Regions from separate parts of the Mus musculus genome. Here region 1 is linked to region 2. A link is a contact called in public HiChIP or PLAC-seq data. All regions are on one chromosome and are shown on one strand. Each heading gives the region's core, a stretch centred on a gene start, on an enhancer-like site or on the middle of the called end of the contact. The rest is flanking DNA. Distances are from core to core; before and after follow the strand shown.

Region 1 (6,875 bases), core at 3,505-6,004, 250 kb after region 2:
ACCCATATTAAATCTATGAAGGCCACCGATGGTGCAGGCCTGCAATCAAGAGGCAGAAGTCGGAGGATGATAAATGAGATAGACCAAGGAAGTTGGAGGCCAGCCTGGGCAAACTAGTGAGACCTTGTTGCAAAATAAAACTTAAAAAGGACAGGAAAACAACTCCTAGATAGAGCACTTGCTTAGCATGTTGTAATAGTTTGTATAAGCTTGGCCCAGACAGTGGCATTGTTTGGAGGTGTGGCCTTGTGAGTATGGGCTGTAAGACCCTTGTCCCAGATGTCTGAGAGCCAGTATTCTGCTGGCAGCCTTCAGATGAAGATGTAGAACTCTCAGCTCCTCCTACACCATGCCTGCCTGGATGCTGCCATGTCCCTGCCTTGATGATAATGAACTGAACCTCTGAACCTGTAAGGCAGCCCCAATTAAAAGTTGTCCTTAAGCTAGAGAAAGTACCCAAGGAGCTAAAGGGAACTGCAACCCTATAGGTGGAACAACATTATGAACTAACCAGTACCCTGGAGCTCTTGTCTCTAGCTACATATGTATCAAAAGATGGCCTAGTCAGCCATCACTGGAAAGAGAGGCCCTTTGGACTTGCAAACTTTATATGCTCCAGTACAGGGGAACGCCAGGGCCAAAAAGGGGGAGTGGGTGAGTAGGGGATTGGGGGGGGTGGGTATGGGGGACTTTTTGGATAGCATTGGAAATGTAAATGAGGAAAATACCTAATTAAAAAAGAAAAAGAAAAAAAAGGCAAAAAAAAATAGTTGTCCTTAAAAGAGTTGCCTTGGTCATGGTGTCTGTTCACAGCAGTAAAACCCTAACTAAGACAGACACATGTGCATTTGATTCAATCTCCAGCACTGAAATTTAAGAAAGAAAGAAAGAAAGAAAGAAAGAAAGAAAGAAAGAAAGAAAGAAAGAAAGAGAGAGGAAGAAAGAAATTCTACTAATATGTGTTTTAAAATACTATATTTTTAAAACTGAGAAGTAAATCAAATGTTAAGTTTTTTCTGTTATCTTCTATTTCTGCTATTTTTTTCTAAAATAAACATCATTTGATTTTGTAATATAAAAATAAAAGTAGCTCGTAAAATATATTCCTTAACAAATTATTCTACGCTCAGCATGGTGACAAGTGCCTTTAATACTAGCACTCAGGAGGCAGAAGCAGGTGGATCACAGAGTTCAAGGCCAGTCTGATCTATGTAGTGAGTTCCAGGACAGCCAGGGCTACACAGGGAGATCTTTCCTCAAAAATAAAAACAAAAACAAAAACAAAACTTGTAATCTTGTGCAACACACACTGAATACCAGATTTAAAGGTTTTGAGTTCTTCACAAATACATATGCAGATTTTCTCTGCCTTCCCATTGGCAGGTGTCACAGAGTCAGCTCTGAGGAGTGCCGAAGGTCTAGTTTGTAATCAACCAGTTGTTTTCTAAAGTAAAAAAAACTACATGCTAGTTTCTGGTTTTGCCATCTTGATGATGAAAACCGTTAATAGCAATCTTCATTAAAAATAAGAGTCTGCCACTCTGAAGGAATCCATTGTAACTTCCTCATCAAAAGACCAGGACATCCCAGAAGCACTTGGCAAACACCTTCATTGATAAATCCCCATGGATATATCTTAAAGCAATTCAAATAGGAAGCTGGTGCATTTTTTAAACTCGGGTCATTTTTAATGACTGGGTCTCACAAGCAAGAAGAAGACAGCCCTGAGAGATACAAAGCAATCTCAACCCTGCAGTTAGTTGGTCTCTTGACAACCTTATGCTACAAGGAATGATCTTAATATTTCTTAGGGGCTTATGCAACATGGTCTATATTAAACACGTGGGGTGTATTATCTTATTTATACAGCCTATGTTCCCTAGGTCATAGATGAGAATAAGCTTACTTGCCTATTGATGTGCAGCAAGTGAGAACCAAGGCCAAATGACAATCCAGGCCAAATGCGTCTCAGTTGTGTTCCTGGGAATGCATTTCTAAAATAAAAGGATAATCAAAATTCTATTCTCATCATCATTCCATATGCTACCTGGTTTGTTTGTTTGTTTGTTTGTTTTTTTAATATTCTTTTTTCCTAATTTTTACATTTGTGTTGCCCTTAAGGTTGTAAATTCCTTCTTGGCAAGGTCCACGGTTTGTTTGTTTTTCTTGAAAACAACACAACTTTGGAATAAAGAGTGAAAAGTCAGGGAGGGAATGGAAGGAGGATGAAAGGGAAAAGAAGCAAGTTTATTCTAGGTCAGTGGGATTGTGGGTAAGTTTTTTTTCTTCTAAGTTTTCCATAAGCCACCCATTGAAAAATAATATATCTTTTAATTACTTAACCTTCCTTGTTTTGGACAGCATCTGTTGATGTATATAAAACACCGCACCATCTGGCAAGTATCCAGGAATGACAGAAACCATAGAAGTAAAAAAACAAATAATGTACGGGCATTTACCCAAGTCAAAAGTTGTATGTATTGGAAGCCTAACTAGCTAGTTGCAATCACCCCAGCAGGGCAAAAAGAGAAATGCCAGCTGTAGCCCATGTCGGCAACCTCACAGTTGATTCCCTGAATTCAGATGATCCAGGTTCACAACCCCACAGACCGTTTCCTGAGTTAACAGATTAAAACCTGGGGGCGTTCCATGAAAAAGAGGGTGGGCTCTGTCGTAAAGCATGAGAAAGAGGGTGGGCTCTGTCGTAAAGCATGAGAAAGAGGGTGGCCTCTGTCGTAAAGCACGACTCGTTGGACTCCCAGATGCATGGAGCCATGAGTGATACCCAAGATGACTTTTTTTTTTCCACAGCTGGTGGTCCTGAAAGTTTACCTATGATTTTTAAGGGATAGACAGATAAATTGACTGAGGTCAGCACCGGAAAGAACCCTTTACTTTCAAGGAAAAACAAACACTTGGAAGCTAAAAAGACAGGCATTTTAATAGGGACTGGTCTGTTGCTGGGAAGACTTTGAGGTTCTGGTGTTCTTGTTATTGTGCCTTATGATGTCATCAGCTCACAACGGATGATACAATGGTGTATTATTTGGGTTGCATTCATCGCCCAACGCTGCAAAGAACAGGTGGTTGAGAAAATGCCGGAATTTCCTCTTGCACATGAGTCAAACAGGAAAGCACTCTGTCTTCGAGTTCCACTGAGGAAGTGCTGGACGCGCCATGGGAGATCCCCAGACGTCCCTGGCTGAGCAATCCTGAACCCAGATGAGCCTGGTTGCTCAGCTCCAGGAACCCTGTCACAAAGCAGAATGACAGGTGACAAACACAGAGGAAATGGGGAGGGAGCAGATGGCTTTGAGACGAAACCCTGTACACAGTAGCGAGACTTTCTACGGTACCTCTGGAAGGTAGCATACAGATAAAACGTGGCAAGCTTGTTCTTGGCTCCTTTGGAAATACAGACTTGGGGGCAGAATCCTAGCAAGATAGCTCAAGGATGATGTGCGCATTGTGAGGAATGGCTGATTGGGTTGTATCATACGTCTGACCTGTACAAGCTGTGTGACCTGTATACTGCTTACTCAACCTCTCTGAGTCTCAACTTCCTTATTTATGAAATAAATCATTGTACCTAACACAGAAATGCTATAAAAATTAATGAAGCAATGTTTATAAAGTGCCATATGTGTGTGTGTGTGTGTGTATGCACTTTCTGTATATTACATTATGTGGGTATGATTGGGGTATATAGTAGACCTCTTGACAAGGAAAATATGAAAAGCAGTTTGTTTTTAGAATTATTACATGTAATTAAAGTATGAAAAAATATTTTCTATGACAAGACCCCAGTAATGACTCAAAATAGCAGTGCACCATGACAAGGTCATCTTGTGTTCTGGGCTATTGGCTTTTCAAACTCACTGGGGAATCAGGTTAAGTAAAATAATATTTTACTTACACAAGTTTCCATATGTCAAAGAAAGACTGCACCAGGTAGAGTTAAACAAACACATGATCAAAGATTGCTGCCAGCCGGGCGTGGTGGCACACGCCTTTAATCCCAGCACTAGGGAGGCAGAGGCAGGTGGATCTCTGAGTTCGAGGCCAGCCTGGTCTACAAGGTGAGTTCCAGGACAGCCAGGGCTATACAGAGAAACCCTGTCTCAAAAAACCAAAAAAAAAAAAAAGATTGCTGCCTTCAGTTAACACAGGAACCCACAACAGGCCAAAGGATGGAAAGTCAGTATATGTGAAGTGCCCTGCCAATAATAAGACGTCTTCATCACGCCCCTCACTCAAGGGCCAGAGACCATCAAGGAAGCAGGAACAGAAAGACTGCCAGAGACAAAGGTCAGGAAGGCGGCACTGAAACTGTGGTCTTCTGGATGTGGCAGGACCACTGTACTCATGAACTATGAGCAGCTATGGCTGCCTGCACAACATCCAGACAGCAGCAAGGAGAGGAGAGGGACTCAGCAATCCCCACCCCAGGGAGGAGCTATTGGTAGTTGATGGATTCACCCCAGGGAGGAGCTATTGGTAGTTGATGGATTCTGGACCAGGAACAGGAGGGCTTTTCTTTTTAAGGGCATGGACCTTAAAGGACAAGGGTAGGTCAACCATGAAATGACCTCACACCCATAAGTATGTGAGCAACACAAACTTGACTTGATGAGTCGTGTGTGTGTGTGTGTGTGTGTGTGTGTGTGTGTGTGTTAAAGGGAGGGGGTAGGCACAGAGTTGGGAGGGGGGAGAGGCATGGAGTCAGGAGGGAGTGGATTGGGAGGAGTTAGAGAAAGGCGTGGAATGAATATAACCAAAAGTATGCATTGGTGAAATTCTTAAAGAATTATTAAGAATATTATGTGGGAGGGAGAGACAACTAAAGGAGTCAAGTCTAAGTGAAAAGAGTGAATTCAATTCCCTTAAAACAAAAGGGAAGGGAAAGGAGGGTGTGTGTGTGTGTGTGTGTGTGTGTATGTGTGTGTGTGTGTGTGTTTAAATATATTAGTTCTTTTACTTTTAAGATTATAATATAATTACATAATTTCCTCTTCACTTTCTTCCCTCCAGACCCTCCCATACCTCATTGCTCGATTTTCAAATTCATGAGCTCCTTTTTCATTAATTATTGCTACATGTATGTATCTGTATACACATACTCCTAAATATAGCCTGCTCCGTCTATATAATGTTACCTAAGTGTATGTTATCACGGCTGACCATTCAGCATTGGATAACGCATTGGTGTACTCTTCCCTGTGTAGGATCATTTCTCCCACTCTCAGCATCCTTAGTTATTTACAGTTCTTTGTGTGGGGTTGAGGCCTCATGGGCTTTCCCCATCCATGTCAGCACATCTATTGTAGTCCTTGTTCTGCTCATATTTAGGCAATAATGATGCAAGTTTCTAATGTTACTAGAAGACACAACCTCACAGCAAACTCCCTGGTCCTTGGGCTTTTACAATCTTCACACACACACACACACACACTCACACCACTTCCAAAATGTTCCTTGAGATTCGGGAATTGTTTTGTAGATGTGTCCATTGGGAATAGGCTCCACATCTCTGCATTCTGACTGACTGTGGTTTTCGGAAATGGCCTCCATCTGATACAAAGAGAGGTTTCCTTGATGAAGGATAAGCACTATACTTAACTATGAGTATAAGAACAAATACTTAGAAAGTAGGGATTACGCTGATTTAGCGAAAACAGTATGAAACACTTCAAGAATTCACATGCCATCCTTGCACAGGGATCATGCTAATCTTCTCTAGGTCATCTCAGTTAGTCATACCTAGTATGCAGGCTGCTGAAGCAAGCACGGTAAAGGAGTTTTTTAATACAAAGGGTGAGCTAATGGACATATATGAAGGACATTGGAGAGAGAGCTTTGTCAAAGTCAAATGGCCGTCTGTTTACCAGTTGATGCTCTCTGAAATTGGGCTCCTCACACAGGTACCAAGAGAGAGGCCTCGTGTTTTTGTTTGTTTGTTTGCTTTTTGATGGTCACACTTCAAATGGAAGTCCCTCAGCCCACACAGAAAGGCATTTGTGGCTTACAAAAATTACATTTTATAAGATACATGTCTTAAGGAGAAATTCTCTGAAGTAAGCATGCTAAGAAGCCGAGGTCAGGAGCCAGGAGTCAAAAAAGAAGCCTGCCTAAATTTTAGATGCACTAAAAGGAACTTTAGGACCACTCTAGAGCGGAGTCCTGCTTGTGAAATACGTGAGTCAGCTCTTCATTGCCATAACGAAATACCTAAGGCAATCAACTTTAAAGGGGAAAGGTTTATCTTGACTTATGGTTCCAGACGTTTAAATCTTGGATGGTTTAACTCTGTTCCTTTGGGTCTATGGTGGCACCGTATGTGAGGGCAGGGTCATATGGTACAGGAAGCCTGTTCACTTAATGGTAGTCAGAAAAAGACAGGAAGGGGCCTGAATCCCAACATCACCTGAACAGCATGTGCTATATAGTGTTAATTATCAGCTTGACAGAACCTAGAATTACCTAGGAGTCAGGTTCCTGGGTGGTGTGCCTTTGAGGAATTTTCATATATATATGCACACACACACACATTGTAATTGCAGCTGGGACCATTCCTGGGCAGGTAGGCGGTCCTAGGTGGTATAAAAATGGAGAATGTGAGCTGAGTACCAGCAAGCATGCACTCTGTGCTCTATGTTTCTTTGTGGGCCTAAGTGGCCAGCTGCTCTCATCTCCTGCCACCCTAGCTCCCCTGCCATGGTGCTCTCTGAAATGTGAACTAGAGCCAACCCTTTCTCCCTGTCAGGATGTTTTGTCACAAGAAAAGAAGCTAAGACATCAGGCAACCTCCACTCAAAGGCTCCAGCACCTCCCAGCCACACCACGTGTTGGAGGCCACACTTTTTACATGTGGACTT
Region 2 (7,351 bases), core at 1,943-4,442:
ACCACCTGGTTTAGGATTATTCCTATAACGGACTTCTCTGAGATGTTGTGGTCCTGAGAAAATTGTTCATATAAGCTGTCCCAGCATGAAAGACCAGAGGAGGAATTTACATATATATGCATACACCATATGTACAAGTAAAGAAGAAAATTTCCAGAGAGTAAAATGGTTGTGGTAAATAAAAATATAGCTATGCAAAGAATGTCTGTGTATAAGAATATAGCACTTAATATATATTTTTAATGTTTTATTTGTATTCTTTTTTTCGTGTATGCATGTGTGTGTGCCTGCATGCCTGCAAAAGTCAGAGATTACAGGAATGCGTTTTCTCACCGAGTGAATCCCCAGGATTGACCTCAGTCATCAGGCACCATTAATAGCTGAGGTATATTTTTCTGAGCCCCAGAAAAAGTTGGGGGAAAGTAAGTTGGAACGGCTTTGACAATAAATATTTGCCTAACTAGTATCAGCATTGCGGCAAAATTTGAAGTGAGGCAAGTTTGCTACTTAACATTCCTACCAATCATTTTGCTTTTAGGATCGCTGGATCCACTATCATTTAATTTTACTATGCTTTATTGGAGTGCCATAGGCCAGTTGTCTGGTTGTATTTGGATGGTGTCAGATTGCAAGGGTACCTATGTTACAGTACACTGTGTTATAGTATGCTACAGTATGTGATGGTATACTATGCTTGATTGAATTGTCAGAGGCCAGTTGCCTACTTGTATATTGGATGCTATCAGATTGTTAAATATACAGATAAAAGAGTAATGTTCTCGTTTCAGCATAAAATTTCTAGTATGTGCAGCACAGCAGAAGTTCTACTTGTACTTTCTTAAACAGTTAAGTGAGAAAACATAGCTGTCAATATTTAAAAAAAAAAAAGGATAAGCTCAGTCCGTAAAGTGCTTGGTACAGGGACCTGAGTTTAATCCCAGAACCCATTTAAAAGTTATTCAAGGCAGCAGAAACGGGAAAGCAGAGACAAGTGGGTACCTGGAACTGGCTAGCCAGAAAAGCCAACCCAGTCAGTGGACCCATACCAATGAGAACCCTAGCCCTATCACAGGAACACAGTGCCTCTCATGAGGAATGGCATTGGAGGATGGCCTATGGTCTCCACAACCATGTACACATACATACACACACAGTTATACACACAAACATATACATGCACACATACAGGTCAAAATATGCTGAAGGATGCAATTTAACAACACTTTTTGAATGATGAGTATGCAAAGCTTATCCACATTAAGAAGCCTACAGTTCTTTTATTGTCTGATCTTTGAAACTTCTGGTGCCACCTACTGCTTCTCCTACTCAGTTTTCTCTGTGGGTTTGTTCTCTGCAGAAAAATTCACTGAATTTCCCCCAGCCTTCAGAAGTAACTGCAGAACAAAGCTTCCTAGAATGTTATTATTGGTAATATAGTTGCTCTGAACCTTGGAGGACATGAGGACATGGAAAGAGAAACTCTGAAAGGAAGTAGGGCCTGTGTGTGTGTGTGTGTGTGTGTGTGTGTGTGTGTGTGTGTGTTGTGTGTGTGTGTGTGTGTGTGTGTGTGTGTGTGTGTGTGTGTGTGTGTATAAAACACCTTTTCTTGAGGATCAGTGCACAAAAGCTGCCTCTTTCCCAGCTAAGCAGAACTTCTGAGACCACGAGTTAGGATAAGAACACCAAATTCTTTCACTAAGGAAGATCTTGGTACAACCTCAGAGTTTCTTTTTCCAGTCATAGAAGTTGGTCATGTGAAAAACAATTGCATGGAATGTGATCTCCACAACAGAAAACTAGACATTTCTCTAGCTTACAGCCTTGTAATGAATTCCTCTAGCTGACAATAGGATTTTAACTTAGCACACTGTGCTTCAGCTCTGGCCCCTGCCTTTCTCTCCAACTCTATCTCCCAGAACTATCAGAAAGCTCTCCACTGGCCAGCAGTCTGCAGTACTTTTCGGTGTCTAAATATAAACACACCCACCTAAAGAGCCCTTCCTACACCTCACCTGCATGGATGGGTTTTCTTCTTTGAGGACACAACTCTAGCGCAGTATTGTCTCCTAGACTTCAGACCTTCCCCTGCCTTCTTTATGCTTCTAGGGCAATGCAAACCCAGAATTTACAATGTGATGACATAGTCTATATTCCTTCATTGATTTCTTGCTATTTGTCTTCCTAATTCCCCTGTGAGAAAGGTCTAACACCCTAAAGATAAGCCAGTAAAGTCAGTTAATAGTAATCAACCAGAAAATTCAGTCAAGAGAACAAAGAGACAGAGGCTTGAAGAATTAAAGAGCCAGAAATGAGGAAAAGGGTGGGGTCTGGGAGAGGCAGACAGGGGAAGAGACCCATCAGATTATTCTCTTTCCACCAGCTTCTTGTTTCAACGTGTGAGCCCCCGTCATGCACAGATGCTCTGTGCCCTGTCACAACAGAGAGACGAGCTTCAAAACCAGCTCTGCAGCTTCTCCTATGTGATCCAGCATAAATTACTAACCCTTCCTAAGCTCTGGTTCCCTTACCTCTACAATGAAGACAATTGTGTTTATTTCTGTCAGACAATAGTTACGAGGATTATGTCATGTAATTACCATCTACCTGATACATTGCCCAGCACTAAATCAACACATGGAGCGCTGTCAGCTGAAACTGCATTTCTAGGTCATGTTGAGAATGACAGAAGACACTTTTGCCCAAAACTGTAAGACATGCTCTAGTTTTGGATGCTGAACAACTCTTTTTCTGTAGGTCAATGCTAAATGCAGAACAACAAACTCTAAGCAATAACGCTGTCAACTATTTTAATCTGATCTATAGTCATTAAATGGCATCTGTTACAAGCCTTGTTTCAGAATCAATACAAATTTTAATATGTTATCAACATAGCTTAAAATTTGAAAAATTAAGAAAACAAGCAAAACATTACATGAGAATAATGAATAAGCCGTTCAAAGAGGAAGACCTAGTCTCACACAAAAACCTTTACTGAATAGAATTTGACCTTCCGAACCTTTCTGAGGTAGTTGAGAAATTCCCAACCACATGGAGGTAAAATAATGGATTAATTATTACATCTCTTTGCACTGGATGTCTTGAACAGTCATCAGCTTTCTTGCTTGGTCACTCATTAACAATCATTGTCTTGACATCCAAAGTATGTTGGATGACTAATAGTTCCCAGCAGCAGCAACTGATAGGAGTTACCGGAATCTCTGTTTACTGGGTTATTATATAGCTACACCTAGCTGCACAGCATGGCTAGTCACGACATTATGTGGTGTTTGGCCTAAAGAGAGTGCCATGTTCTCCTGGCTGTCACCACTCACCTGCAGTGCTTTGACCTCCCTTCTCACCTGCCTTTGCTTACACCCTCTTCTACCACGGACCACTTTCCTCTCCTATTATTCAAAGTTTACAAGTCATTTAAAGTCCAAGCTAAATGCCCCTTTGACCAATATCATCCCGATAGAGAGGTAATTTGCTATTGAGACCTACTGTACTTTATTGCAATTTCCCTATCATACATTTTGCCTTATGCCCTGTGCTCTTGTTATTAATATACTTGGCACACAATGAGCACTAAATAAGAGTCCACTAAATGCAGAAACTGGTGGCCCACTACAGCTGATGCTACTATAGATATTTGAAAATATACACAACCATGCCAGTCTCATGAACAGAAAACTCCTTGCTTCCCAGGAGGGAGCTCTGCTTTATACCGGGCAACTGGGCTCACTCTTTTTCTCTAGTTCCCCAAGGGCGGAGGAGGAATGTGGCTCTAATCAGAAGGAACTCTAAAATTTTGAGTTAATATCTCTTACCAGAAAAATAACTTAGCATGACTCTCACTTATTGATCTCATTTCCCTATGGCAACTGGATTCAAGTTTGAAAAATGAGAGAACATTGGAAATGAAGGTATAAGTGATGCTTTGAAATGAAGAAGGAATAGTTCACTGTCCCCCTTGTAAATCCACTAATGAGAGACCAGTGTCTTAACTGGGTTAAAATGAATCGGGTGGGTCAGAGTCCAAACCAGGACGCTAATGGAGGATATTCAATATCAGAGAGCATGAAGGAATATTTTCAATTTTCATCAGGCTGAGTAATGGCATAGTTATGAAATAAAAAAAAAACTTTTTTGACTAGAGGTGTGTGTTCCAAAATGATAAAATTCCTGGTATTAGCTTTGAAACACTCAAGAGAAAAAGAAGTAATAAAGAGAGATAGCAAGAGTGGTAAAATATTAACTCTCTTAACGTGAAGTTCTTTATATCATTTGCCATTTTTTTCCTTTGAGCCCTACAATATGTACACACACACACACACACACACACATGCGCACGCGCTCATTTCTAAAATATAGCCTTTAAGGTAACAGATGTCCTAATTTCTAAAAAGAATTTTTATCTCCAGGAGTATTCAGTGATAAAGAGGGGATGGATTTTGTTGTTTACTTTACAGTCTGAACTATCAGGTTTTATTCAGGGAACTCCAAAGCAGTGCTGTGATATGTGTTCCATGAAATAAATCAGAAAGCTATGTATACAGCATGACTTGGAGAGAATATCTATGATTTTTAACCTCAACATCTTTCTAATGGTCAAGACTTTAACTTGTCCAATTCTTGGGTGTTTATTTGTAGAGAGGATAGAGGGGAAAGTGTGTCAGATGGAGGCTACAGTGTATTAAAATTCCTAGCAGCCTGTCTGTGCATAATCTGGGGAGCACTTAGTTATTCTTCATTTCTGCCTGTATTTTTATTGAACTATGAAACATTAAACAAATAAAATGCCTGCCCTCAATGGGAGAGGAAGCACCTCACCTCGAAAAGAATTGAAAGGCCAGGTTGGGAGGATACCCAGAGGGGTTCCCACTTGCTCAGAGGAGAAGGGGAGGTGAATATGATGGAAGGATTGTGGGATGGGGTGATCAGGAAGGGGACAGTGAGTGGGATGTAAAGTGAATATGTAAAAAACTAAAAGTAAATTAAATTAAAAATAAATAGTCTACAGATTTAATTATTCCTTTCCCTTCCTCTACCCTTTCTTCTAATATTAGGCAACAAACAAACAACAACAAAACCATAAAAGCAAAAAAACCTCACCAAGACTTACAATACTCTTAGTTGTCTTTTGTAATTACCACCATTTGAATCCTCAGACATAAGAGGATCTTGTTTCCTTTCATTCCTACTTTTTCCCCATTGAGATGAGTATGATCTTCTAGAAGAAACTATATATATTTCATACCAACTTCACTGAAAATTAGACATAGCAAAAGATAGCAGAAGAAACATAGCATTAACTTAATTAACTGTCCAAATACAACTGAATGACACCACATTTCAAGGAGGAAGATAAGTGGTAAGGTTAAGTTTTAACACAAGTCTCAGTAAGCCCCTTCATCCACTGCTACTAAAATAGGAATAATTTTATAGTGTTTGGGGACCCTAACGGCATATAAACAGATCCAGTCTTTGAGAAATCACCTACGTTAGCATTTCCAGCATGTTGATTGAACTAAAACACTCGTGATGTACACTCTTTTCAAAACATTTTCAGTTCATACATATTTATAACATGTTTATGATCAGCACGATAATCCAATACACTTACAGTGCAATGGCCTAATCAGAGTAATAAAGATTTTCACTTCTTCAAATGTGTCATTTCTACCCATTGGGACTTTTCTGCTTGCTTTGAAATGTGCCATATATGGTTGACAGGAGTCAGTCTCCCTCACTGCTGACCACTAGAGTAAGTTGCTCCAATCTGACTCGGGAGTGTTACCTTGTAGAGACACATTACTATGAAAATATCATTTATATCTCCAGAGACTGAAACCTTTTCTGAATCTCACAGCTGAGTTAATAATACACCCTAAGACAGCCTATTCTTTTAAAACCTGTCTTAAAGAGAACCATATAACAACCAACCTTTCTTGTCTTGGATTTCCCATGTAATCAGCTTTTACAACCCAACCAATGCATGGCTTTGGTCTTACTCTTCTGTGTTGCTGACTAAGAGTTGTTTTGTTTTGTTTTTGTATGTGTGTGAAAATATTCATGGAAGATATTTGTTATATAAGGATGCTTTTGACTTGCCTGTTTCCAGCTAATTATTATCTTAACACACACACACACACACACATACACACACACACACGACATGAACATATTGGAAGGCATTTGTGAACCATGTTCTTCATTGGTGTGAATATGTCTAACATTGTCTGCCAGCAAGCCAAGGATGAATCTGACCTTTTGTTCAAAGAAAAACTAGAAAACTTTTCAGACTGTAGATTGCGACTACTTCCTTCCTGTTCTGAAGTTAGCAAGCCTAGGAACCTAGAAACTGACCGAGGAGGTGGCCTCCTTGCTTACATTAATAAGCATTCATCAATGTATCAGAGCAGAAGCAGGCTTTCTAAAAGGCAAAGAGGCTCTGATGTTCTGCAAAACTAAGGGAAAAATGAGTAGATAAAAAGTTTATACTTTTACATTCTTTTTATTGGCCATTGCTATCTATTCAAAGACAACTTAGCACCTTTATCATTTGAGCAATAATGATTATAGCTACTAAGTGGTACTTGATACTGTAAACATAATCAGTTTACTTTCTTATAGTGATCACACTCAGTTTTGATGATCACAGTAACAGCAGCAACAATAAAAACTGAGACATACAAGAACTGGCCTGTGCACCAGATGACACATTTGTTCAGGTGTTTGCTTAATCTAACCTACCTTACTCTGTTTGTCTGCCTGCTGGATTGATTGAAAAGGGAATTTAAACATGTTAGTCTAAATTGTGTATAATCTTGAAATAGTCCATAGAAAGCTCATTACTTGTTTATAGTCTTAAAAAGGTGAATGCAAATTTTCTACCTCAAAGAATGCAGATGCATTCGTTCCTTAGCCAGCAACCCCTGAGATGTAATTTGTAGCAGGAACAGTAAGACGAACAATGCAAAAGCGTAATTTGGAAACTTAAGCATACTTGAGTATCAGTATTTTGAGGATCACTGTGGGCTTATATTTGCTAAATGTGGACATTTGTTGTTGCACGCTTGCCATTCTTCCCCAGTTCCACACTGTGTGTTTGTGTTTCCCTTAGCAATGGGTTCCACCTGACCAATGACAGACTAGGTGGGGCAGAAATGGTTTTGTTCTTCTTTTCTTTGATAGATCTAAGCTCACCTATTTAGGGATAGACTTCACACAATGGACTTCTGAATACATTGTCAAGAAAGCATGAAACAGGAATGTTGTGTAAGGTGTTTCAGTAAATGTAAATGAAGAAAATATCTAATTTTAAAAAAAGGAGACACCATGGACAAGGAAA

What was found. HiChIP or PLAC-seq counts read pairs in DNA pulled down with a chosen protein or histone mark.
Region 1: a contact with region 2 is called in an H3K27ac HiChIP or PLAC-seq map of embryonic fibroblasts, with 10 read pairs. The contact joins two enhancer-like sites. A contact is called at or near these places in 17 of 39 promoter capture datasets (the 3T3-L1 cell line, 3T3-L1-derived adipocytes, the C10 cell line and 10 more), 3 of 484 Hi-C or Micro-C datasets (bone marrow-derived macrophages, embryonic fibroblasts and liver) and 4 of 115 datasets of contacts at active chromatin or transcription factors (CD8 T cells, effector CD8 T cells, embryonic fibroblasts and 1 more).

What each region holds. Positions count from the first base shown.
Region 1 is chr16:55,773,372-55,780,246 of GRCm38.p6, forward strand. It overlaps the pseudogene Gm26369. Among named protein-coding and RNA genes, the nearest start is that of Nfkbiz, 45 kb to the right of the region's middle. Within about 2 kb of position 4,755, at least 18 of the 459 cell types and tissues checked have an H3K27ac peak or open chromatin away from gene starts, as enhancers often do. A contact at or near this core is called in embryonic fibroblasts and pancreatic cancer cells, where this site is marked.
Region 2 is chr16:55,529,714-55,537,064 of GRCm38.p6, forward strand. All of the region lies in intron 1 of Gm45968 (a long non-coding RNA gene), which reads right to left. Among named protein-coding and RNA genes, the nearest start is that of Mir5118, 39 kb to the left of the region's middle. Within about 2 kb of position 3,193, at least 46 of the 459 cell types and tissues checked have an H3K27ac peak or open chromatin away from gene starts, as enhancers often do. A contact at or near this core is called in embryonic fibroblasts and pancreatic cancer cells, where this site is marked.